4 separate regions of the Mus musculus genome follow, and regions 1, 3 and 4 are each linked to region 2. The links are chromatin contacts, called in public Hi-C, HiChIP or PLAC-seq and promoter capture Hi-C maps. All regions are on one chromosome and are shown on one strand. The core of a region is the stretch at or near the end of the contact, and the rest is flanking DNA. Distances in the headings are between cores, read along the strand shown.

Region 1 (5,523 bases), core at 390-2,889, 230 kb before region 2:
TGCTCTTCCCACCCCACTGAAGCTTGGGAGGCCAGAGTACCTCTCAGTTGCCTCCCCTGGCAGCACTGGCCTGCTGACAGAGGAGGCTGGATTCCCAGTGGGCACCCTGCTGTAATCAAGACTGAGAGGCAGCAGTTGGCTGAGCTCCCTTCTGCCCAGTGGGGAATGGCCTCTGACTTGGGGTACAGCTGCGCGGGGGGGGGGGGGGGGGGCATCGGGAAATTGCCCTGCACATTGCTCCTCCAGAGTGGCTTTTACTTGACTCTGTCCCATAAAGTTGTAATATTGGAGACAGAGCCGTTCTATGAACACTGAGCCTGGAGCGAAGTACCCAGGGGTTCCTTTGGAGTGCACAGTTTAGTGGGAAGAAAAATACTACACAATAGCTGCAAACACTGTTTGAATAAGGTACTGAGGGTTACTCTAATATTATACATGATTTAACCCAGTAAATGCTCACAGCCCTATGAAGTATACTGCACTATTATTTCCAGTTCTCAAATAAGGCCCAGACAGATTTCATGAACTGCAGAATGCCTGAGGTCAATGATTTTCCAGACATCCGAGAGCTAGGTAGTATGATCCAAGAGTTCTCAATACTGTGTGCTAGCACTCATACTTGCAAATACATCATTACAAAATGTGATAAAGTGTCATAAATAAAAGTACTGGATGCCCACAAGAAAACGAGCATGTTTTCATCTTTTGCTTTTAGCCACTAGTGCACAAAGCCTTTTCAAGACATTCTTACTTTTATCTTTTATTACTGACCTAGGAGAGAACATTTATTTCTAAGACTGGAATGCAGGAAAGCATCACACGGGCCCGCAGGACAGCTCAGTGAGTAAAAAGATGCGTGAGCTAAGCCTGACTACCCAAGTTCCATCCCCCAATGTAGTGAAAAGAGAACCAACTCCCCAAGTTGTGTGACCTCCACACGTGCGCTGTGGCAACCATAGGGCCACAGGCATACACACACGAAACAAATAAATGGAAAGAAAGAAAGAAAGAAAGAAAGAAAGAAAGAAAGAAAGAAAGGAAGGAAGGAAGAAAGAAAGAAAGAAAAGCAAGCAAACATCTTGCCCCATGGCCTGGTTTCGCTGATAAAACCGCGGCTGAAGGTTTTCTGGTTTTGTTTTTTCTTAATGATGCCCTTGATTCTTGCACTAATCTAGAGTGTCGGCACCCTGGGGGAAGGCTGCGGGCAGCTGGCTCTGCAGTCTGGGGGCATCTCTCGAGTGTACAGTCTCACATACGCTCTTTGACCTTGGCATTTTCCGGCTTGGTTCAGGCTGCAGTCATGGGACCCACGTGTGGGGCCTCTCCCCAGACCTCGGTGGTCCAGACCCAACACCACTCAAGAACCACTTTCACACATTGGTTCCTGAGCTCTTGCAGGGTCCGCCCTGGAGGAGCCCGCAGGAGGTGTCTTCCAGTTCGGTCGGTCCCAGTGGGTGGCCGGGAGTGGGGACCCCGCGTCCTTGGCCCTCGGGTGCAGGGGGCCCAGTTCGGGCGGCTCCTGGGGCGGGGCGGGGCCGACGGTGGGAGGCCCCTCCCCGGGGGCGGGGCGGGGGCCAGCGGGGCTTGGGGGCGGGGCCGGCGGGCGGGCGCGGGGGTGTCCCTCCCTCCCTCGCTCTCTCCGGTAAAGTCTCGCGGTGCTGCCGGGCTCAGCCCCGTCTCCTCCTCTTGCTCCCTCGGCCGGGCGGCGGTGACTGTGCACCGACGTCGGCGCGGGCTGCACCGCCGCGTCCGCCCGCCAGTATGGCCACCACCGCCACCTGCACCCGCTTCACCGACGACTACCAGCTTTTCGAGGAGCTCGGCAAGTACGGCCCACCCGCCACGCGCGGCGGCCCCCCACCCTGGTCCAGGCGTCCCGGCGCTCTGCGGCTTCTCGCCCCGCCCCCCGGCCCTGCACCGGCCGCTGCAGCGCCCCCTCGACCCGCCCCACCCCCAGCTTTTCCCGCGTGCTGCCTCGGGGGCCCCTTAGCCCCGGGTTCCCGGTCCCGCAGCCCCCTCCGCGCCCTGCAGCAGCTGCCAGGCTGCTGCACCCGGCGCCGCCGCGGGAACTGCAGCCCCGGGACTGCTCCGGGGCGCCTTCCAGCCCCGCCCCTCCCGCACCCTTCAGACGCTCCCCTCCCTCGACCCCGCCTGTCCACCGCCCCCTCCCCACCCAGCTCCGGAGCCCACTCAGCACCGGCCCCCCAGTTCCCACGCGCCCGGCACTCAGGACCCTCCCCGGCTCTGCAGTTCCAGCCCCGCTGCGGTGCCGGGGTGTGGGGAGATGTTTAGTGCCGGGCCCCGCCCCCCCGCTAGTGCGGCTTCCAGGATCCCAGCCTTGCTGCTGGGCAGTGCTGCGGCACCCCCGGCCCCTCCCCCCATCCCTGCAGTGGTCCCAGGAGCCGTGCGCCGCAGCCGCAGCATCCCCCTCCCCTCCGCACTGAGCTGGCCGCCGCCGCAGCCCGGGTCCCCGCCACCCCCACCCGCGGTGCAGAGCCTGGCCACTGCAGCCCCCGCTCTGCCCGCCCCCCTAGATATTTCCAGAGCCCGAGATCGCAGCCCATTTGGCGGGTCACGTACAGGAAAATAGCACGGGGAAGGGGAGTTACTGCTGTCACAATCAGAGCTGTCTTTCCTCTGTTTCCCTGCTGTCAGTTGAGCGGGGATGCTGTGGGTTTAAGCCAGTTGAGCGGATCTTGAGCGTCACTTTCTCCCAGGCTTAAGGGAAATTTCTCAGGAAACCATACCTTCTGTTTAATCCCTCCTTTTCCCTACTTTCAATTATTTCTGCTGAGAGGAGGAACAAGGTCTCCCTGTTCTTCTCTCTCCTGGTTGCCTTTGCTGGGACCACAAGGCAATCAGTGAGATGCAGCAGGTGTGTATTTGAAGCATCGCCCACCAGTCTGAGGTTTGAGGCTGTTGGAACTAGATGGGAGCCAGGTGGTGCTCCACCCACATCTGTTTAGGGCCATCGGGTGGGCTTACCATTCTTAAGTTAGCTGTTGATTGTCCCTACAAGTCTGGTGGTTGGAGCATGGCTGTCCTCATCTGAAGTATGTGTGTGTCACTTTGCTTGGCGCTGTGTCCCAGTTCTTTCCCCCTTCTCTCTCCAGGGGTGCCTTCTCAGTGGTCCGGAGGTGTGTAAAGAAAACATCTACGCAGGAATATGCTGCAAAAATCATCAATACCAAGAAGTTGTCCGCCCGAGGTGAGCGTGCCCTGCCAGGGCTCTCTTTGAGGATCCCTCCAGAAATTAGATTTCTGCAGGTTCCCTGGGAGGTGGGGGAGTATGTGTTTTAGCACTTGGAGATGAGTTGGAATTTCAAGGTGGGTGGACTTAGAAGCCAGACAAGGAGGTGTGAGGGAATTGGAAGTGCTCAGGGAGGGGGAAAAAAAAGTAAGAGATGAGTGTAGCTGGAGTGGTCTCCAAAGGGTTGAGGGAGTTCAAGTTCTCAGTGGAGAATTGAGAAGGCAGTGTATTGTATGGAATGAACAGCTCTTAATTTAGGGTACTTAAAGCCCCTCTTCTTTAGGGCAGGGCTGGCTACTGCAGGCTTGTCCTAGCCCTTGTGCCCCGGTGGTAACTTAGGGTGGAAATGCAGTAAATGAGCAGTTTTGATGAATCTAGCCTCCCCTGCCCACCAGGCGGCAGAACAGACTCCCAAGGGAAGGAAATCTGTAAACATCAGGGTAGGCGGCTAAGGCTGCGGCGGTGGTGAGGGCTTCTGGGGAACAAACCCTGCCAGATGAACTTGATTCCTTTTTTTTGATCAAATTACAAACTTGACGGTGAAGCAGCAGATACAGTCTGTCCTGGGCAGCGTGTGATGATGCCTCCTGGTCGCTCAATCTCAGTGGTCTGGTCCGAGCAGGAGCCGCAGTGCCTCCGTATGTGAGGCATTTACCGTGTAGGCCCTGGAGTCTCACTTGTGAGAGCCTGAGTACCTATGACTGGGAAGCCAAGGCCTGCCTTTTAACACTTCAGATGTACATCTCTGAAGCTAGTATTGGGTGCTCGCCAAACTTACCTCATCTGATAGGTGTAGACCCAGCAGTGTGTGAGGTGGCTTGGTCTGGTTAATACAGAGGTCAGGTTCTGGAGAGCTTCGGGGTACAGCACAGCGACAAAGGTTCTATGACTCAGAGCAAGGTATTAGGGCTGGGCGATTATTAGGAGCCAGGACAGATGCCCTGGGGAAGATGTGGTCTTTGGCCCGTAATGACTCGGGCATCACTAGGGCAAGATAATAGATGTCCCAAGCACCCAGAAGCTCTAGAATTCCAGAGAGATGACAGTGGGCTTCTGTCCTGTCGGCAGTTTTTCTGGGACCTGTTCCATGGGGCTGCGTCTGCCTCCTGGCCTGGGTATCTCTCCTCATCCCTATCACTGGGCGCACCTCCTGTCTCAGACTATTCATGTACATTGGCTGTAAAGTTGACTTGTTTTCTTTCCACTGGGTACCTTGAGTCCAAGGCAGTGGTTGTCATAGAGATATGTGGGTGGTCAGATGCCCTCCTCCTCCTCTGGGATGGGCGGGGGACAACAGTAGTTGGGTTCTCTGGCAGACATGCTCTGACTAAGACTGGAAGGGGGACAGGCAGGAGTGAGGTGAAGATGGGCATCCCCCTGTGCCCACACAGCCTAGCCCTGGTGTATCAGAAATGTGGCTGACACCTGGTGTCTCCAGCGGATGGTGCGGCGCTTTGCTTTGCTCCTCACCAGTGCCCTTTGGTCCAAGAGTGAGCGAGGGATGGGAGATTGAGAGCTGAGAGCTGAGAGCTGGGGATGTGAAGGTAGCTGGTTACAGTGACTGGAACCACCAACCTTGGGCTTTCGTTTTCTGCCGCTTCCATATACCCAGGCTTATCCTGAGTCTGTGGGATAAGCCTGTGGGATCGTGTCCCTTTCTCTCCCTTCCTCATAGCCTTTCTGCCTTACCCTGTCCTTCCAAGCTGGTATCTTGGTGTTCTTTCTCTCCTGAGCTGGATGGCATTTCATTTCTCTGCTTTTCTTTTCAGCTTGGGAATCCTAGAATAAGATCATGTGTGTCAGGCAGCAACTCCCCCACTTGCGAGATGGTTATGCCAAGACTGAGGCTTTGGCTGATGTTCCAGGTTAACTTTGGGACAGTGGCTCGTGGCAGCTTGTGGATGTGCTCAGATGCCAAAAAGAGGGGTCAGGAATGTAGAGGTGCCATTGCGGTTTGGAGGTGGGAGAGTGGTAGGGTGCACTGTTGGAGACGGTGTGCTGGTCTGTGGGTGTTGCCAAAGGGATTGGGTCAAGGTCTATACCGGGCTGGTACCCATGGGGTTCAGGAATGAAAACCATGACTTCTTTGCAGCCTCTCAGTTTACGCTGTATATTTTATAAAGGTGATGTAGCTGGGGCTCGGTTTCACTTGCTGCTGTCTGTCTGTCTGTCTAGGGCTCCGCAGGTGTTGAATTTCTGTGTTTGGGAATGTCATTGCCCCACTAGGGTCACCTATGTGAAGGTCTGAAGAGGCTTGCTGTGTTTGCTGGGAT
Region 2 (5,524 bases), core at 2,632-5,131:
TTTCCGTAACTTCTAGAAATTATGTAAGTAAAACAAGTCTTAGTTGCGGGAGCACAAAAGCATGGTCATCTCTTAACATAGTGCTACAGCCTGAGCTTGGGGCAATGTATGCCCAGGAGGCTCTGTCTGAGCTGGATTCCCAGCCGTAATATGCTAGTTTTGTTTTCATTTTTGGTTTTAGGGTTGGGGTTGTTTTCCAGCTGGGGTTCTCCCTTTGTTGCCCAGGCAGGCCTTGAACTCCTATCCTCCTGCCTTAGCCTCCCAAGTGACTGGGATGGCAGCTTTCTACCACCACACCCATCCATAAATAACTTTTTGATCCTATAACAGCTCATTCCTAAATAAATCTTAGATAATATACATAGACTTAAACTTCCCCAACTCCCTCATATTGGTTACTTACCCCAACCAAAAAACACAAAAGCAAATTAGTTTTAGATTGCCACTACTGCCAAGAGACTAGTCTTCGAGTTTAACAGCTTGAGGTAATCTTCTTTCTATAGGCTTTGAAAGATTTACCTAAGTTTTACTTTCTCTAAAATGAATGTATTGCTCTTATTACTCAGAATCTGCTGATCAAACAGCACGAAGTCATGAGCGAGTGCCCTGGACTGGCTGCTTTTTCTGAGCTCCTTCCATATTTAAAGCAACTTTTTTGGACTAAGTAGTCTCAGTTAAGGAAAGCTTTTCTTCTAACCTTACTATGGTCTTTTCTGTTCTTTTTTTTTTCTTTTTGTGATATTGGAGATGGAACTCAGGGCCTCACACTTGCCAGGGTCTCTATAGCTGAGCCACCCCAAACCCTCACCCCTCTGCCCTGACCTCACACTTGCCAGAGTCTCCTGAGCCACCCCAGCCCCTACCCTCACCCCACTGCCCTGACCTCATACTTACCAGGTCTCCTGAGCCACCCCAGCCCCCACCCTCACCCCACTGCCCTGACCTCACACTTGCCAGGGTCTCCTGAGCCACCCCAGCCCCCACCCTCACCCCACTGCCCTGACCTCACACTTGCCAGGGTCTCTATGGCTGAGCCAGTCACCTGCCCCCTACTTTCTTTTGATTCAGGACAATTTTTGCCTTCTATTTCTCACGTTATTTGTTGTGCTTGTTTCAAAATGAATTTTAAAGCTTGGTGTGGTGGCACAGACCTTTAGTTCCAGCACGTAGAAGGTAAGGCAGAGCAAGATCTCTGAGTTCAAGGCTAGTCTGGTTTACAGGACTAGTTCCAGGGGAGCCAGCGAAGAGAAACCCTGTCTCAAAACCAAACCAATCAACCAAGCAAACAGACAAAACCAAAAAGAAAAGGGCTTTAAAATTTCAATTCCTCTTAGCTGTTTCTATATTCAGTAATCGATTTTTCATTTTGAACTCAAGTCTTAATAGTTTGATGTTCCAGTTTTATATTGTTCCGTGTTTGTATGTTTGTATGTGTACAGGTGCACATGTATGTTTGAGTGCATGTGGAAACCAGAGGGCATCCTTAGATGTTGTATACCTTTTTTTCTTCATTTCCTGGGACATGTTCTTTATTCTAAGTGAGTGGCCAGTCTGGTTGGCTAGGGAACGTCAGGGCACATGTATCCCTGCTACCCCAGTGCTGGGTACAAGTGGACACGCCTACCTGCCTTTATTCAGTGTACTTGGGAATGAAACTCAGGCCCTCATGCTTGCAAGACAAATGCTTCATCACTCCAGCTTCCTCCTCATCCATTTTACCTCCTCCCCCCCTTTTTTTTTTGGAGACCAGATTTCATCACTCTTGAGCCTTGGCTGACCCAGAGCTCGCTTTGTAGATCAGGTTGTCCTCACATGTATGGTGAGATGACAGGCATGCGCCACTATTCCTTAGTTTAAAGTTTATATTTCTACTGAAAGAGGGATCTTGTCATCTTTGACCTTGTCCTTTCCTTTCTCTCTTAGTGACACCATGCATTAGAGTTGAACAGGAATCCTGATCATTGTGTTTCATTATCAGTTTTTGATAAGCTCTGGTATAGCCTCATCAAAGAGAGTACAGCCTGGAGTGCAGAGATTCTAGATGATTAAGATTTAAATATGCTATACTACTCAGTAACTATAATTTGCCTAGATCTTTGTAAAGTTGAGAACTTTTACATGCCTGGGCCTCAGAAGTGCTGGGATTATATGTGTATACCTCCATGCCTAGCCCTTCTTTTCTTTCAAGCTACCACCTCTAATTCTAGATGTTTAGACTCAGTTGATTACAATCATAATGAAAGAACTTTGGGTTCAGGGCTGGGGGAAATCAGAGATGTAGAGATGGGATAGAAATTGACTACCAAGGTTTTCAGAACCAACCTACTTTCCACTGTCTTTGCTTTCTAAAAGCTAACTGCTGTAGAAATTGAATTTGTTATGGTTCTGACAGAGCCTTTCTTACCATTGACGTCTGTAGGTGAATGAGGATAAAGCAAGGGTGTTGTGATGAAGAAAAATAACTCAGGCAGTGGTGGCGCACGCCTTTAATCCCAGCACCTGGGAGGCAGAGGCAGGCGGATTTCTGAGTTCGAGGCCAGACTGGTCTACAGAGTGAGTTCCAGGACAGCCAGGGCTACACAGAGAAACCCTGTCTCTAAAATCCAAAAACAAAAACAAACAAACAAAAAACCCCCAAACCTTAGACTTTTTATCCCAGTCATTTTATTTCTTTTCTGTTGTTTTGAGATTTTGAGATACAATCTCATTATGTAGCCATGAAGTATCTGGCTTCTACCTTGCTGTATAGCTCAGGGATCCTCCTCCTTCCACCTCCAGAGTAATGGGGATAACAGGCATGTGCCGTCATACCTGGCTTGACATTTCAATCTTGCAGCCCCTGTGACCATGTGAAAGCTCAATGTCAATTCCATTTGTAAGTGAAGTAACTTTATAACTTCCTACCAGCTTATGTTAGAGATGACTAGAAGGTGAGGCTCTCTGATGGTCCTTCACAAAGTGTCTTTACTGTACATCTTAGTCCATTCATCTGTCACTGTTCCTGGACTCCTCTTTTGTATCTCCTTTGACCCATGTGCACTTTGGGAGTTGGGGGGAATACTCTATGTTGTTATATGAGAAGTGGATCATCATCCTTTTAGAGATGGATACTTTTGGTGAGTGAGGCATGATCAAGGTAAAAACTTTTCATTGCTAAAGAAAGGCCAGTCCATGTAACAACAAATGAAGTTCAATGCTATGGTAGATTTATTGAAGTAGAAACTGTAGACCACCTCAAGCCCAAGAAGTGTACTGACAGCAGCGTGGTGAAGAGGGAATTGAAGCTATATTAGAAGTGGCAAGGGTGATGTTCCACAGAATCGTAAGCCATGCTTACAGCATGTAAGCAGTAAGTCTGGGGTAGCTGACATTTGACAAGGTATGTCCTGGTATTTTGTGGTGGCAGTTCAGTTCTAGGCACGAGAGTTCTGTTGCTACTATGGACAACACTTTGTTCTTTCCTTGAAAGGAGGTATTAGAGCTGGGATAGTAGTATGGCAGTCATGGTATTCCCACCCCCACCTTTTCCTGGCCTTGGTTAGATTTCAGTTAAGGCAAAAATGGATTCCTTAGTTGTTCTAAAGCCTTCTTAATAGCAATGGGCAGGTAGATAAAAAGTAGACCAGAGGCTTAACAACAAGGATCTGTGTCCCAAAGAGAAGAAGCAGTACAGAGGAGAAGTTGGAATTAACTATAATAAAAATGAAAGTGCTGGCCCTTTCAGGGAGGAGTGACGGCTTTGAAAGGTCCTTGCAAGAGGCAAATTCAATATTTGAAGAGTCGCTGCATCTGGAACAAAAGGGAGACTGTGCTGCAGCTCTGGCTCTGTGTAACGAAGCTATCTGTAAGTAACTCAACTGCTACTGGCTATGGCGTTTCCCGACTAACTCCACAATAGGAACTAGTGTTGTCATGCAGATGGCCATAGGGACAGTTTTTAATGTCTCTTGTGTTCCCGGGGAGGCCAATTAGCTATCTTTCCCCTTCAGATTTCAAAATGTACCTTGTGGTGCCACTGTGGTCTGTGGACATTTACTGGAACAACCTCAACAGGAAACCACAGATGAATTCTAACCCAAATAGTTAGACTTCAGATATGAGGTTAGCCTACTCTTTCTCTAGTCCCTGACTAATGAGTAGGCCAACTGAAGAAACTGGCTCTGACTCCCTAGGTAGTAACTTTTCATTGTAATACTCTATTCTTTTTGTTCTTCTCCTGCCTTTCTGGTATGCAGTACCATACTGTAACAGCAAGGGGTTCAGGCTAAGAATTGGTACCTGACTCTTAAATATGACTCCATGAAGCTGTGCTCTGTAAAGACGGGTGCAGGTTTGGACCTTATTTTTTTGTCATTGGCCATCAGAAAGGGGGAACTGGGAGCAGAGTGTGGAGACCGGAGTCAAACAGGTCAGTGAGAAGACGAGAGTGGCAACCTCACGTGCTAGTTTATCTTCCTGCTCTTTAAGTTTTGTTTGATTTTCTTTAGTGTTTTGTTTGTTTAAGTTTTAATTAATGTGTTTGGTCTCCTGGCTTTCATGAATGTTTCCTGAGCCAGAGCTGGTTCTGCGCTCTTGACAGCGCATGCACAGTCCATGCCTTGCATTCCTGCTGCTACATATTTTGTTTTACCGCCTATCTTTGCTTAGTTTTAGTTTAGTTTTTGTTCTTTTATTTTTGTTTGTATTTTGTGTTGTTTCTGCTATATTTTCTTTTGCATTTTAGCTAAACTAAGACTTACCCTGCATGATGCCAGCTCTAGCACGCACAGCAGAGCCCTAGTCGATAAGAAGTTGCAAATCAGTATTCGAAAAGCACGAAGCCTTCAGGATCGCATGCAGCAACAAGCATCATCGCAGCAGCCGGTGCAGCCCTCAGCCTCTCTCCCATCACAGGGGGGCGCCCTCCCTCAGCCGACAAGGTAGTGCTTGAGAACCACATTAGCTTACGGATAGCAGGGGAGGCAGTGTCCATGGGTACGCCATAGCACGAACTCTTCTCTTCTTCACTACCAGGGAAAAGAGAAAAACCTTATATGACTAAGGTTCTCTTCTCTAAGGTCAGACACACAAAAGCTCATTTCACAGATGGTCCTTTCATTAATAATTCCTAGAAAGATGCAAATAAGTACAAAATAACAAGCTATCCAAATTTCCTGGATTTGTGTAGCAATATGATTATTATAGTTGTATTTATTATGTTCTTAAACATGGAATCTGATTGTACCCTTCATGTTGTTGTAGTAACTGTTTAATTTGGGATTTCAATATTTACCATCCTCACAGAGAAAATAACCAGTTTTTCTTACTTTGATTAAACCGTAGGGAAGAGACACAAAGATTTTCTTTGTTTGCTTCTCTAAGGTCAGGACAAGGAGAAAGTCCCAAGAGGTACTGGGATAGTTCCCACATTTTAGGGGTATAAATATAACTATAATAAAAGTAGATAACTTTTTCTCTCTGCGTGTGTGTGTGTGTGTGTGTGTGTGTGTGTTTTCCTGGGAATAAAATCCAGGAACTTGTATAT
Region 3 (5,691 bases), core at 280-2,779, 170 kb before region 2:
CACAATGCACGTGGGCCTGAGACTGAGGCCCGATTTCTGCTGGTGGAAAGGGGGAGGGATTGCTACTTTGTTTCCTGTTGGTTTTCCTGACATAACAAGGAGAGATCCAGAAGTCGTTGGCCAGGGCTCCTTTTGCCACTTTTGGCAGTTGTTTGTGTGCTGATCTGGACCATCTTTGTCTTGTATTTTCATGGTGGTGGTCCCCATGCTGACCCTCATCTAGGCCTGGGCCCTCTGCCAAGTGCCCCTGTGGGATGGGAGGAGTGAGGCAGTGGGTAAGAGTTGGTGGTTGTTTCTATGCATTCTGGCTGCCCTCTGGGCTGCCTCCCTTCTTCCCATGCTGCACGCCCAACTCTTTCCCTGGGTTTGAGATCGAACTGACTGCTTGGGTGAGAAGTGTCCTCTTTAAAGAGGCTCTTTATTGACCAACCGAAGTATAGACTTTTCTGCTGGACAATCTGCATGGGCATCACCCCCTCGCCTGCATGTACCCACAAAGGGGTCCAGAGCCAAGGCTCCTGCATTCATTGTCCCTCTCTGTGCTCAAGGAGGTCCATTCCAGGAAGAAAAGGTCTGTACCTTAGGCAGATAACAGAGAAGATAATGGAAGAGGCAATTGGTCATAGTCTTGGTTCCCTCCCACCAAACAACTGCACATTATCTGCATTGGGGGGGGGGGTAGATTTCAGCTCCTTGGGTGACCTTCAGGAGGCACAGGAGCTGGGAAAAGAGAACTACAGAGTATGGAGCCAGCTGAGAAGAGAACAAACGCATGGGTGCTGGTGCTTGAATTTAGCCAGGCTCCTCAAGCACTTGTGCATGCCTCAGACCCTGGACCCTAGACCCTTCCTGCCCTGCAGCCTGCAGTGCCAGCCAACAGATACCTTCATCACAGGGTTTGGTTTTGCTGGCTTGAAGACAACAAATGGTCTTAGAGCTCTTTGAGACCCATAGCTTCATGTGGCTGCTCCAGCCCCACTTCTTAGCGTTCTTACTCCACTTCTGGGGCTAATGTCAGCATCTATAGACTATTAATAGACTATTTAAAAAACAAACCACCTTTTAAACAGGAAATGGAAGGCATTTGATGCAGAACTTTTGCATGATGACATAGAAATAATTTAAAATAGTGTTTGTTCTGAATGTTGGTAGTCCCTTCATAGCTTTGTTACAATGAAACCTTGAAGATATTTAATAAAATAACCTTTAAACAGTCCATTGTGTTATTGCTGTTGGAGGCTCGTAGCCGTGGGCTTAGATTTTAGCAGCCTGCGTGACAAGGCTTCACTAGGAGACGAACATCTTTTTGCCCATTCCCTTGGGGAGCAAGGAAGAAAACTTCTCATAAACTCAGCCTGGGCTGCTGTATTGGGGGGTGGCAGGGAGGAAGTAGCCTCTTAGGCGGTGGGCCGAGTCTTCGCCCCGCCCCAGGCGGAGGTGGCCCCGCCCTTGGTACGCGGGCTCCCTCCTCCGCGGGTCTGAGTGGACAGGCCTGGGCCCTGGGCCCGCCCCGACGCTCCGCAGACTGTGCCACCCGGCGTGGAGGACGGGGTCCACCCTGGTGGGCTGAGCGCGAGGCCGGAGGGCTGGGAGGCTGCGGCTGGGCTGAGCACTGCGGAGGGCCGTCGGCTTATCCCAGGTCCCGGTCACGCAGCGGCCACGCTCGGGGAGCGCGCGGACCTGAGCGGGCACCACGAGCCGCAGCGCGCCGCCTCCCCCTGGTGGGAGCGGTACTTGAGCCCGACTGCGGCGGAGCGTTCGCTCGGAGATGGCGGAGCCGCCGCGACGCGGCCCGAGGCCCCGCGAGCAGGGAAGCCGGGCAGCCCCGGGACGCGGCAGGGCCCGGGGACAGCGGGGACGCCGCCCACTCCACCGGGTGAGCCATCTTTGAGAGCAGTCTCCCGTCCACGGTCGCCCTCGGTTTTCGCGATCAGACTTCCTGCGAGTGTCGCCACCGAAACCACCCGCAGGGTCGTCCTGGGCGACCACCCATCTGGCCCTGTGCACCCTGCCCCGAGTCCCAGCCGCTGGCCTCCCCTCAGTTGCCTTATTCTGGCCACTCCGCCCAGGGCACACGGGGTTCTTAAACCCAGTGCCTGTCTGGATGCCAACTCTCGGCCGCACCCCTGCCCCTTTCCCTCCAGCTCCCCCACCTGTGGGCTCCCCATTTCCCGTAGTTCCCGCAGGAGGGTCCTTCTATCCTCAAGGTCAGGTCCTTCCTCCCACAGCGTGGCCCCTGTTGTTTATTCCAGTGGTGGGCCCACACCTCCAGCCCACCCTGACCCTGTATTTGCTGCCCACTTTGGCAGACGACCCTTAGGTTTCTCCTTCCTCAGAAACTTTCCACTGCCACACACATGTTCTTCCTCCAACTTAGTCATCCCACTGCTCCCCCACCAAAAGTTCTCACATGATCCCCTCTCTAAATCTCACTGGCTTCCTCTAGGTATGAAGCTAAAATACAGTGGTTACAACACAGGAGGTTGACAGGCCTGACCTTTGAATCCCAGTTCATCCACAAACGGAGCTTTGTAATCTCGGGTAAGTTACTAAACTTCTCTGGGCCAGAAATTATGCGTGTGTAAAATGGAACTACTACTAGTTATATGTGTTTTCATAACTGTTAGAGCTGACATTAAATACAGGTGCTTCTTGCATTTACTGATAAACTTTTAAGATATCCTAAACTACTGACCACAAGAGCTTATCAGTTTGTGCCCTCTGCTCAGTGACGCCAGTTGCTTCACCTTCTGTTTGTGTGGCTGAGCAAGTACTTGCAGTGTGTCTCAAATGAAAAGTATTGTTGGGGCTGGAGAGGTAGCTTAGTGGTTCCAAACTTCCAAAGGCCCTGAGTTCAGTCCTCAGCACCCACATGGTGGCCTACAATCTGATGCTGTCTTCTGGTGTGCAGATGTACATGTAGACAAAGTACCTATATCCATAAAGTACATAAGTAAAAATAAACAAGAGAGAGAGAGAGCCGGGCGTGGTGGCACACACCTTTAATCCTAGCACTCGGGAGGCAGAGGCAGGTGGATTTCTGAGTTCGAGGCAGCCTGGTCTACAGAGTGAGTTCCAGGACAGCCAGGGCTACACAGAGAAACCCTGTCTCAAAAAACCAAAAGAAGAAGAGGAAGAGGAGGAGGGGGAGGGGAAGAAAGAAAGAAATAAAGAAAAGAAGAGAAGAGAAGAGAAGAACAACAACTACTACTACTACTACTACGGTGTCTGCAAATCCACTCCCTTAGGAAAGGATTAAAACTCTAGGACCTGAGGTTGGAACTCCTGGGAGAGCACGTGCCTAGCCTGTGCAAGACCACATATCCCATCACTGGCACTGAAAACCAAAACCCACAACCATTTGAAGTCTCCTTTAAGTGTTTACCATTTGCACATTGGTTTTGTCGTTGGTTGGTAGTGGTGGTTTGGTTTGGTTTGGTTTTTTTTTAAGAAAGTGCTCCTCCATGTAGCCCTGGCTGTCCTAGAACTCGCCCTATAGACCAGACTGGCCTCAAACTCAGAGATCGTCCTGCCTCTGCCTTCTAAGGGCTTATATTAAAGACGTGCGCCATCACCTCCCAGCTTCATTTGCAGATTGTAATAAGTCAGAATCAGGTCTGTCTGTATATGCAAAGCTCTAGAAGGACACCCAACAAGTAAAGTAGTAAGCGCTCAGTATATACTGTTATTAAACCAGTGTTACATGTGAAGTATAGCTTGCTTTCCTTGAATTCTCACTACTGTTATCCCTGTTATAATTTAGCTGTTCCTGCCAGGCAGTGGTGGTGCATGCCTTTGATCCTGCACTCAGGAGATGGAGGCAGGCAGAATCGGAGGCTAGCCTGGTCTATATGGTAGCCAGGGCTACACAAAGAAACCCCTTTCTATAAAAACAAACGAAAGAATTCAGTTCTTCCCGTGATCTACACCTCTTCCTCCTACTTCCACTCTCTACCCTGTCTTCCCATCCCCCCTCCCCTGCATTTAGAGCGTCATACACTATACGCATGGGTTTTGCCCCATCACAGCTTTTCTTTTAATTTATTTGTATTTCATGTGTATTATGTTTTGCCTGCATGTATGTCTGTGTCAGATGCCCTGGAACCAGAGTTATAGACAACTATGATCTACCATGTGGGTGCTGGGAATTGAACCCGTCCTCTGGAAGAGCAGCCAGTGCTCTTAACCACTGGGCCGTCTCCAGCCCCCATCAGCTTTTCTTCTCTGTCCCAGCTCTCTTAATTAGTTTTACCAAGATCAGAGTGAACCCTATATAAACAGTCATAAATCATCTCTCTGGATTCTGAAGGACCTTGTTTCTGCCTAAGGGCCACTGAGGTGCGTGTACTAGAGTGGGAGGTAGAGTAGGATTGCCAGCTACTAACCTTTCTGAGATTGGCTAAAATAAAAAGGGACTGTAAACTTGCAGCAGTCTTTTTTAAGAAAAAGAAACTGTCAGGTTAGATCTCCTTAGAGCTGTTTTCTGGTCACCTGACCCTCAAGTCACTTTCTGTCCCTAGACCCCATCCCTCATGTCCCTCCAGTCTGTTGCCCAGCAGCTCCTGTGCTGTGCTGGGATGAGGATATAGCAGCGCCTCAGTTAGTTTCGAAAGGAGAAGCGGAAGGGGAAGGGAAAGACTCTGGAGTCAGCTTTCTGGGTTTCTTTGGTGCTAGTGATGACATGCCCTGCCCTGGGTGTGCACTTTCTCTTCTCTGCAGATTCTACTGTGGGTGGAGAGAGAGTATGGGGTAATTTTTTATAAGTATTGGAGAGGAAAGCTTCCCAAGTTCTGGGCTCAGAAGCTAATAGTGTGATTAGCTTTCCCCGTTCCTCAGGTTCCCCCACCATAGTGTGCACATGACTGCGAGTTCGTTAGTACTGTTGGCTGTGGTGATGGATGTGATTGATGTAGGAGATTAAGACTCAGGAGGCTTCACTTATCTGATGTTTCGTTGGATCATGAGACTTCTAAGATGTGCCATCCACTTGTTATCGAGAGCCCACCAGAGCTCCTGCTCATTGGCAGACACAGGATGGGAATCTCTTTCAGAGTAGAGCTCTGTTCACCCCCTGGCTGTTTGGTCTCTGTGGATAGGCTCTTTCACAGCTTGAGTTACTGCCCCAGCTTGAACATAGAGGAATTTGGATGTTCCCTAAGAAAGTGAACGAGCTATGAAGCCAAGGTATGGGATCCAACTATGTTCTTCTACCTAAGCTTCACTCCTTTCTAAAGAACAAAGTGTGTGGGCTGGGGAGAGAACTTAGTGCGGAGAGTGTCTGCTGTGCCAGCGTGGGGGATCTGGGTTTAGATTCCCAGGCCCCATGGAAACCCACACATCCCCAGCACAGAGAAGCAAGACCCAGGGTTTGCTAGCCAGCCATTCTAACTGGAACAGAGAGCTTCAGGTTCAGTGAGAGACGGTCTCAAAAGTATGAGAGCAGTAAAGGAAGACACTGATAGCAGCCTCTGGCTCTGTATGCACTCACGCACACACACATACACGCACAGAAGAGATTATCACATATACATGGGGTAAGAGATGGGACAAGGAGAGTGGCTAATGACAGACTTTCAAAGGAAGAAGTAACCCACCAATTTCTCTGCTTTACAGATTGTAAGGGCCAAGCTTGTGGACTTTAGTGACTTCTGATCTAAGAACCTCCACCAGGGCTGAGGGAGCTCAAGTTTC
Region 4 (5,902 bases), core at 2,561-5,060, 190 kb after region 2:
ACAGACTCATCAGAGAGTCTTCTCCTTTGGGACTACACAGCACTCCATCCGGGCAGCTCTCACGTGACTCTTAGCCACACGAGGCTGTATGAGGACAGGTCGGGTACCCAGTTACCAGTTCTCAGGCAGAGAGACCTTGCCCCTTAAATGTGTTCTCCCTGGATGTGTCTGGCACTTGGCGGCGCAGAGATAACCGAGCTGCTTTCCCTTTTCCTCAGCATTCTACTTAAGCTCTGAATGTGTTCCAACTTGAGCTTCTTACAGGAGCTTGTCCATCAGGGAGAGATTCCTTGGCTGTAGAGGCATCCCATGAATCAAGAGGCCACTCACGTTTGGCTGATGACCGCTTGCTTGACAGAAACTCATCTATGTCAAAAGCAGACAGTGGTTGGTGAAGATACCTGCTCGATTTGCTAAGTTTGCAAAGTTAGTGTTTCCAGTTAGGTTATTTATCCATCCCCCGCCTTGTGCCTTAACTTTTAGAAGAGTTGGCCAGTAGCCCCCAGAGGGCACTGTCAAGAGAACAGGGTTCTTTGTTGTTCTGTATTTCTAAGTGAAAGCTCATCAATTCAGATGAGAGCACTTAATGGTCACTCTCAGGGGAGAGAGGAACATTATTATTGCTTACAAGGGAAAAGAAAACCTGAATAGTAAATCACAAGCAAAATTTGGAACAATAGAAAAAATAAGTGCCAGAGGCAGGCGGATTTCTGAGTTCGAGGCTAGCCTGGTCTACAAAGTGAGTTCCAGGACAGCCAGGGCTACACAGAGAAACCCTGTCTCGCAAAACCAAAAAAAAAAAAAAAAAAATAAGTGCAAAGTAATGGTCTTTTTTATCTGCGCATGTCCTGAACTCTTACTTACTTTTAACTAGCCTGGAGCACTGGTTCCAGTCACTGTTCTTTCTGAGTTTTCTTTCTCTTTCTCTCTCTTTCTCTCTCTCTCTCTCTCTCTCTCTCTCTCTCTCTCTTTTTGGTTGGTTGGTTGGGCTTTTTTGCTTTTGTATTTTTAAATTTTTATGACAGTGTCTCTCTGTGTTGCACAGGCTGGCTTGAAGCGATGGCTCAGGTAATCTTCCTGTACCAGCCATCTGACAGTAGCCAGAAGTTCAAGGTGCATGTCTCCCCATGGCCTATTTAATAACCTAAATTCCAGTTGTTCTAATGTCACCTCTTTTGTCTTAAATATTTTTTCCTTCTTTCTCTCAAAAACTAGCAGTAACCACTTCTAATCCCAGCACTTGAGAAGCTGAGGCAGGGGGATTGTGAGTTCAAGGATGGGCTACACAATGAAACCCTCTCTCAAATAAGTATGTTGTTATGAAATTTCTGGCTAGAAATAAGGCAACCAAGGCAAACACCCAAGCAAGCTTCCTGTGGCAAGAACAGTGCTGGATTCTCACAATCCGCTCTGGGGCTTACCGGACTTGAGGTGATAGACGGCACTTTAGACTGCGGCACTCGAGGTAAGACCAAAGGATGCTGTTCGTTCAGCACATAGGGACTTCCTGAATCCAGTCTGGTAATTTCAACGTTACTCTCATCATCTGAGCAAAGGAACAGGATCTATTATCCATAGGCATCTTCTGATGTAAAGTTCTGAGAGAAAAATCTCCCTGACAGCTAAGTAGTCTCAAGAAAGGCTTCCCTTAGATCTGCAGCTCACCTGCATACACCCGTGTAGTTATAACCCGCAAGCTCAGAGTGCAGTTTAAAGTGGTTCCGTGCTGACAATGGCTGGTGGTACCAAGCAGAGGGTAAGCTGAGATCTATGACAACCTTTGGAACGTTTTACATCAGTGCTGCCCAATGTGGTGGCCATAAGCGGCAATACCATGGGACTCTTAAAATGCTGTATGCAGCAGTCTAACTCTAGAACCTTGAGATCATTAATCCTGACTTCAGGTCCCACAGACAATGCCAATGAAACTAGAGAGCGTTAAAAATCATGTTTTCTACAAGGAGAGCAAGTGCCCTGGAAACAGGGCATGCGCCATAGCACTATCAGCTCTGGACAGACACCAAATGTACACCAAAGACTGTCTCACAAACCAACCAACTGGAAAAAAAAAAAACAAAACAAAACCATAACACCCTGAATATATGAGTAAGTGCAAACTATAAAAAGCAAATTTTAGAAAACACAATAAATCTACAAAACCCCCTAAACAAAAATGTGAGCAGAGGGTTAAAGACATGAAATCTGGGGCTGCAGAGACAGCTCCATAGTTAGCAACACCTGCTGCTCTCTAAGAGGACCCAGAGTTTGGCTCCCAGCACCCACATCAGGCAGCTTACAAGCACCTGAAACCACAGCTCTAGGGGTCTCAACCTCCTGGGGCTCTGCAGCGCCAGCATATGCACTTGCACGCGCGCGCACACACACACACACACACAAATGTAAAAAAGGGACAATCTTAAGTAAATGCTGAAAGTTTCTTCTGTATGCAAATTATACCTTAGTTTTAAAACGTGCACAAAAATATCTTTTTATACACAAACAAAAAAATTAGAGCTAGAAGAAGAAGATTGACAAGACTGAGCACAGAACTTGTGTCCGAGCAGTGGCACTAGAGTCACCATCACTTTGGATAACTGTTGTCTACTGAACAGTGACCAACCCTCCACCTTGGTAAGCGCACTTTACACATGTAAAGAAATGTGTAAGGATGTTCACAGCATTAATGTCGTTAACTGCCAAATTACATTGCACTATTTTAAAAACAAACTGGTATTCAAAATTTTTGTAGTTCAGCTGGGGTGGTAGTGGTACAAGTCCCAGCAATTGGGAGGCAGAGGCAGGCAGATCTCTGTGAGTTCGAGGCCAGCCTGGTCTACAGAGTGAATTCCAGGAAAGCCAGGGTTACACAGAGAAACCCTGTCTGGAAAAAACAAACCAAGAACTGTTTTGCATTCCATTTCTTTGTATGCATGTACCTGTACCGTGGGGCTCCTAGGGAGTCCTATCAGAGGACACCTTGACAGCTGGCTCCTTTCACCAGGTGGGCTCTGGGGACTCACACTCAGGCTGGCAGCCTTGGCAGCAAGCTCCTTTACTCTCAGAGCCTCACCACCATGAACTGGGATTTCTGCACTTTTCAACATTAAGTATAATTAAAAATGAGCTTGAGGACAAATCATGTTTCCCAGTGAAACCAGTATGAACTCTTGTAGTCTTCCCTGCCTCTAAATCGTTTCCATTATCATCATTTGGTTCACTATCTAACTCAGAGGTGGTCCATCTCTTTATAAACAATTAGCAGTGAACCTTGTTCCCCATTAGCAAGTCAGGGTCAAGCCATGGTAATGATTTAAAGCTAAGTATTTTCTTCCTAGTGATTGAGAACTGTAACAAACAGAAGCTCTGAGGCCTCCGAGGGCTCTAGTTAGCTCTGTGTATCTTTAGCATGGCTGAGCCAAAGTGCCCTGGGTGAGGATGGCAGGGAATTAAGTTTTATGTGCAAACAAATGCTGAAGCTCCTGCAAGAAACTGAGGCCCTTCTTATCCATCTGCACTTGTGAGCGGTAAGAACACCGGTTATGGGCTGGAAAGATGGTTCAGTGGTTAAGAGCACTGGCTGCTCTTCCAGAGCACCTGGGTTCAATTCCTAACACCCACACAGCAGCTCACACTTGTCTTTAACTCTAATTCCAGGGGATCTGACACCCTTACACAGACATATGCAGACAAAAAACTAATGCACATAAAAACCACTGGTTGCACTACTCAGTTTTATACACTTTTGGCTTACAGACAAACATAAAGCAGAACAGATTGTCACGTGACTAAACTGCAGGCTAGTTTTTTTGTCAACACAATTTAGGGTCACCTGGAAAGAGGGAACTCAATTGAGGAACTGCTTCCATATGACTGGTTTATAGATATGGATCTGCAGCATTTTTTTGGATTAATGATTGATGTGGGTGGTGCTACCCCTGGACAAATGATTCTGGGGTGTATAAGAAAGTAGGTTAAGACTGCTAGATGGCTCAAAATTGCTTATAACTCTAGTCTCAGGGGGTCTCACACCACCTTCCTGGCCTCTACAAATATTGCATGCAAATGGTGCATAGACATGCATGCAGGCAAATACATGTACACATAAAAATAAAATAAAAATAATCTTAAAAAAAAAAAGGGGAAAGAAAGGTTGAACAAGCTATGGAGAACAAACCAGAAGGCAGCACTACTCCATGGCTTTTGCTTCAGTTCCTACCTTGTTTTCCCTGGTGACTAAGACCAGGACAAATTCCACCCTTTCTTCCCCAAGTTGCCTTTGGTCATGGTGTTTATCACAGCAACAAAAGCAAACTAGATTAGCTTCCCTCCTTCTGTACTGGGAGAAGATGTCACTCTATTGGTTTGTTCCAGGCCAGTTTGCTCTCATGCAAAGAGCCACTTGGTCTATGGGAGCCCTGCATGCAAGTGTTATCTTTGCACCAAGTACGGGAGTGTTCTTTTACAGGCTGTTCCCAGCTTCCTTTAGTCTGGAGGGCAGAGCAAAGTGGCACTGAGAATGAATAACTGTCCTTGAAAAGGGTTTGTCAGCCGGGTGTGGTGGCGCACGCCTTTAATCCCAGCACTTGGGAGGCAGAGGCAGGCGGATTTCTGAGTTCGAGGCCAGCCTGGTCTACAAAGTGAATTCCAGGACAGCCAGAGCTACACAGAGAAACCCTGTCTCAAAAAACCAAAAAAAAAAAAAAAAAAAAAAAAAAAAAGGAAAAGGGTTTGTCTGGCTCTGTGTGACAAAAGGGCACTCTCTTTCAGGGCCTTTAAGTCAACTCACTGAATTTATATTTTAGAAATAGCGTTTTATGTTGCCAGGCCTGATTTTCAGTTCCTCATCTTCCTTCCTCCACCAAAGTGCTAAGATCTAGGTGTGCGCCACTACAAGCTAAGCAGCTGCTTTATCTCCCACTGGGTTTGTCTATGAAGGGGTGGGGAAGTGAGCGTGTGCACATGCCAAGGCGAGTGCGTAGGCATGCGCAGAGGTCAGAGAGCAACGTTAAGGAGTCAGCTCTTTCTTGCCCCATCATGAGATTGGGGGATTGGACAAAGGTTATCAGGCTTGCACACAAACATTTCTACCTGCTGAGCCCTCTCACTGGCCCTGACCAGGTCATTAAATGAAGAGTATTAGTTCTGTTCTCTTGGATCTCAGAAGGGAATACACATAGACAACAACAAACACAGCAAAGGTTGGACAACTGGAATTCACAATAGCTGAGAGAGTATGCATAAATAAAGTCACATTAGAAAAATCTGGGGGGAGATGCTACTGATATTGGCATAGTTTATCACATGACCTACCAATTCTATGTGTGTGTGTATACACAAAAACCATCAACTACCCAAATAACTGAGGGAAGGTTTTTTTTTCTTTTCCTTTTCTCTCTCTCTCTCTCTCTTTTATTTTTGAGATAGTATCTTTGTATCCTTGAATTCGCAGAGATTCTCCTGTCTCTGTCTCCCAAGTACTGAGAAGTAAAGGTGTGTCCCTCTATACCTGGTTTAGGGAAATGGTTTCTTTTTGTTTGTTCATTTTGGAGGGAGGAGGGACAGGGTTTCTCTGTATAGCCCTGACTGTCCTGGAACTCATTCTGTAGACCAGGCTGGCTTCGATCTTCTGCCTCCCAAGTGGTGGGATTAAAGGGGTATGTCACCACTCCTAGCTTTGGGAAGTGTTGGGTTCTATGTAGTTAAGTGGGTTGAAACTCCCGATTCCCCTCCTTTGCCTCTTATGCTGGGATCATATGCATATACCATCACGCCTGGCTTATTCTTACATAAATTTAAAACAAAATTAATCTGTGGTGTTGGAAGTCAAGAGGGGCTTCTGGAGTGTCGGTAGCATTCTATTCTGGATTTGGATGCTGTTCATTCAGGAATATCTACTTTAAAA

The links. A called contact is a pair of places that touch in the nucleus more often than the background predicts. HiChIP or PLAC-seq counts read pairs in DNA pulled down with a chosen protein or histone mark. Capture Hi-C pulls out chosen DNA fragments and counts their contacts.
Region 1: a contact with region 2 is called in a Hi-C map of embryonic stem cells, with 2.1 times the contacts expected there. The contact joins the promoter of Camk2g here to the enhancer-like site in region 2. A contact is called at or near these places in 10 of 39 promoter capture datasets (the C10 cell line, the HPC-7 cell line, embryonic stem cells and 5 more), 1 of 15 datasets of contacts at CTCF or cohesin (pro-B cells), 11 of 484 Hi-C or Micro-C datasets (the BV-2 cell line, the Ba/F3 cell line, the G1E-ER4 cell line and 5 more), 2 of 115 datasets of contacts at active chromatin or transcription factors (embryonic stem cells and memory CD8 T cells) and 2 of 9 other capture datasets (adipose tissue and liver).
Region 3: an H3K27ac HiChIP or PLAC-seq map of large pre-B cells shows a contact between it and region 2, with 2.7 times the contacts expected there. The contact joins the promoter of Ndst2 here to the enhancer-like site in region 2. A contact is called at or near these places in 12 of 39 promoter capture datasets (3T3-L1-derived adipocytes, the C10 cell line, cranial neural crest and 7 more), 1 of 15 datasets of contacts at CTCF or cohesin (large pre-B cells), 6 of 484 Hi-C or Micro-C datasets (CD4 T cells, CD8 T cells, the HPC-7 cell line and 3 more), 5 of 115 datasets of contacts at active chromatin or transcription factors (T-cell acute lymphoblastic leukemia, bone marrow-derived macrophages, extraembryonic endoderm stem cells and 2 more) and 3 of 9 other capture datasets (adipose tissue, liver and pancreatic islet).
Region 4: a contact with region 2 is called in a promoter capture Hi-C map of pancreatic islet. The contact joins two enhancer-like sites. A contact is called at or near these places in 15 of 39 promoter capture datasets (the 3T3-L1 cell line, the C10 cell line, cranial neural crest and 10 more), 1 of 484 Hi-C or Micro-C datasets (cerebellum), 4 of 115 datasets of contacts at active chromatin or transcription factors (the 230-238 cell line, the SCID.adh cell line, embryonic forebrain and 1 more) and 4 of 9 other capture datasets (adipose tissue, liver, macrophages and 1 more).

Annotation. Positions count from the first base shown.
Region 1 is chr14:20,790,204-20,795,726 of GRCm38.p6, reverse strand. It overlaps Camk2g (calcium/calmodulin-dependent protein kinase II gamma), which reads left to right and starts at 1,639. Exons shown (of 21, transcript NM_001360186.1): 1 at 1,639-1,826; 2 at 3,114-3,208. The coding sequence starts at 1,762. Gm30108 (predicted gene, 30108) reads right to left here and starts at 1,488. Exons shown (of 2, transcript NR_153779.1): 1 at 1,267-1,488.
Region 2 is chr14:20,564,263-20,569,786 of GRCm38.p6, reverse strand. It overlaps Usp54 (ubiquitin specific peptidase 54), which reads left to right. Exons shown (of 21, transcript NM_030180.2): 16 at 3,725-3,844; 17 at 4,724-4,919. 1810062O18Rik (RIKEN cDNA 1810062O18 gene) reads right to left here. Exons shown (of 6, transcript NR_033571.1): 3 at 4,948-5,006; 4 at 4,740-4,776. Among named protein-coding and RNA genes, the nearest start is that of Ppp3cb, 20 kb to the right of the region's middle. Within about 2 kb of position 3,881, at least 29 of the 459 cell types and tissues checked have an H3K27ac peak or open chromatin away from gene starts, as enhancers often do. A contact at or near this core is called in the HPC-7 cell line and pancreatic islet, where this site is marked.
Region 3 is chr14:20,730,400-20,736,090 of GRCm38.p6, reverse strand. It overlaps Ndst2 (N-deacetylase/N-sulfotransferase (heparan glucosaminyl) 2), which reads left to right and starts at 1,529. Exons shown (of 15, transcript NM_010811.2): 1 at 1,529-1,876; 2 at 2,447-2,541; 3 at 5,614-5,691. Camk2g (calcium/calmodulin-dependent protein kinase II gamma) reads left to right here. Exons shown (of 21, transcript NM_001360186.1): 21 at 1-1,218.
Region 4 is chr14:20,369,974-20,375,875 of GRCm38.p6, reverse strand. Fam149b (family with sequence similarity 149, member B) reads right to left here. Exons shown (of 14, transcript NM_001024512.2): 8 at 1,422-1,546; 9 at 263-366. Among named protein-coding and RNA genes, the nearest start is that of Gm30054, 3.6 kb to the right of the region's middle. Within about 2 kb of position 3,810, at least 7 of the 459 cell types and tissues checked have an H3K27ac peak or open chromatin away from gene starts, as enhancers often do. A contact at or near this core is called in pancreatic islet, where this site is marked.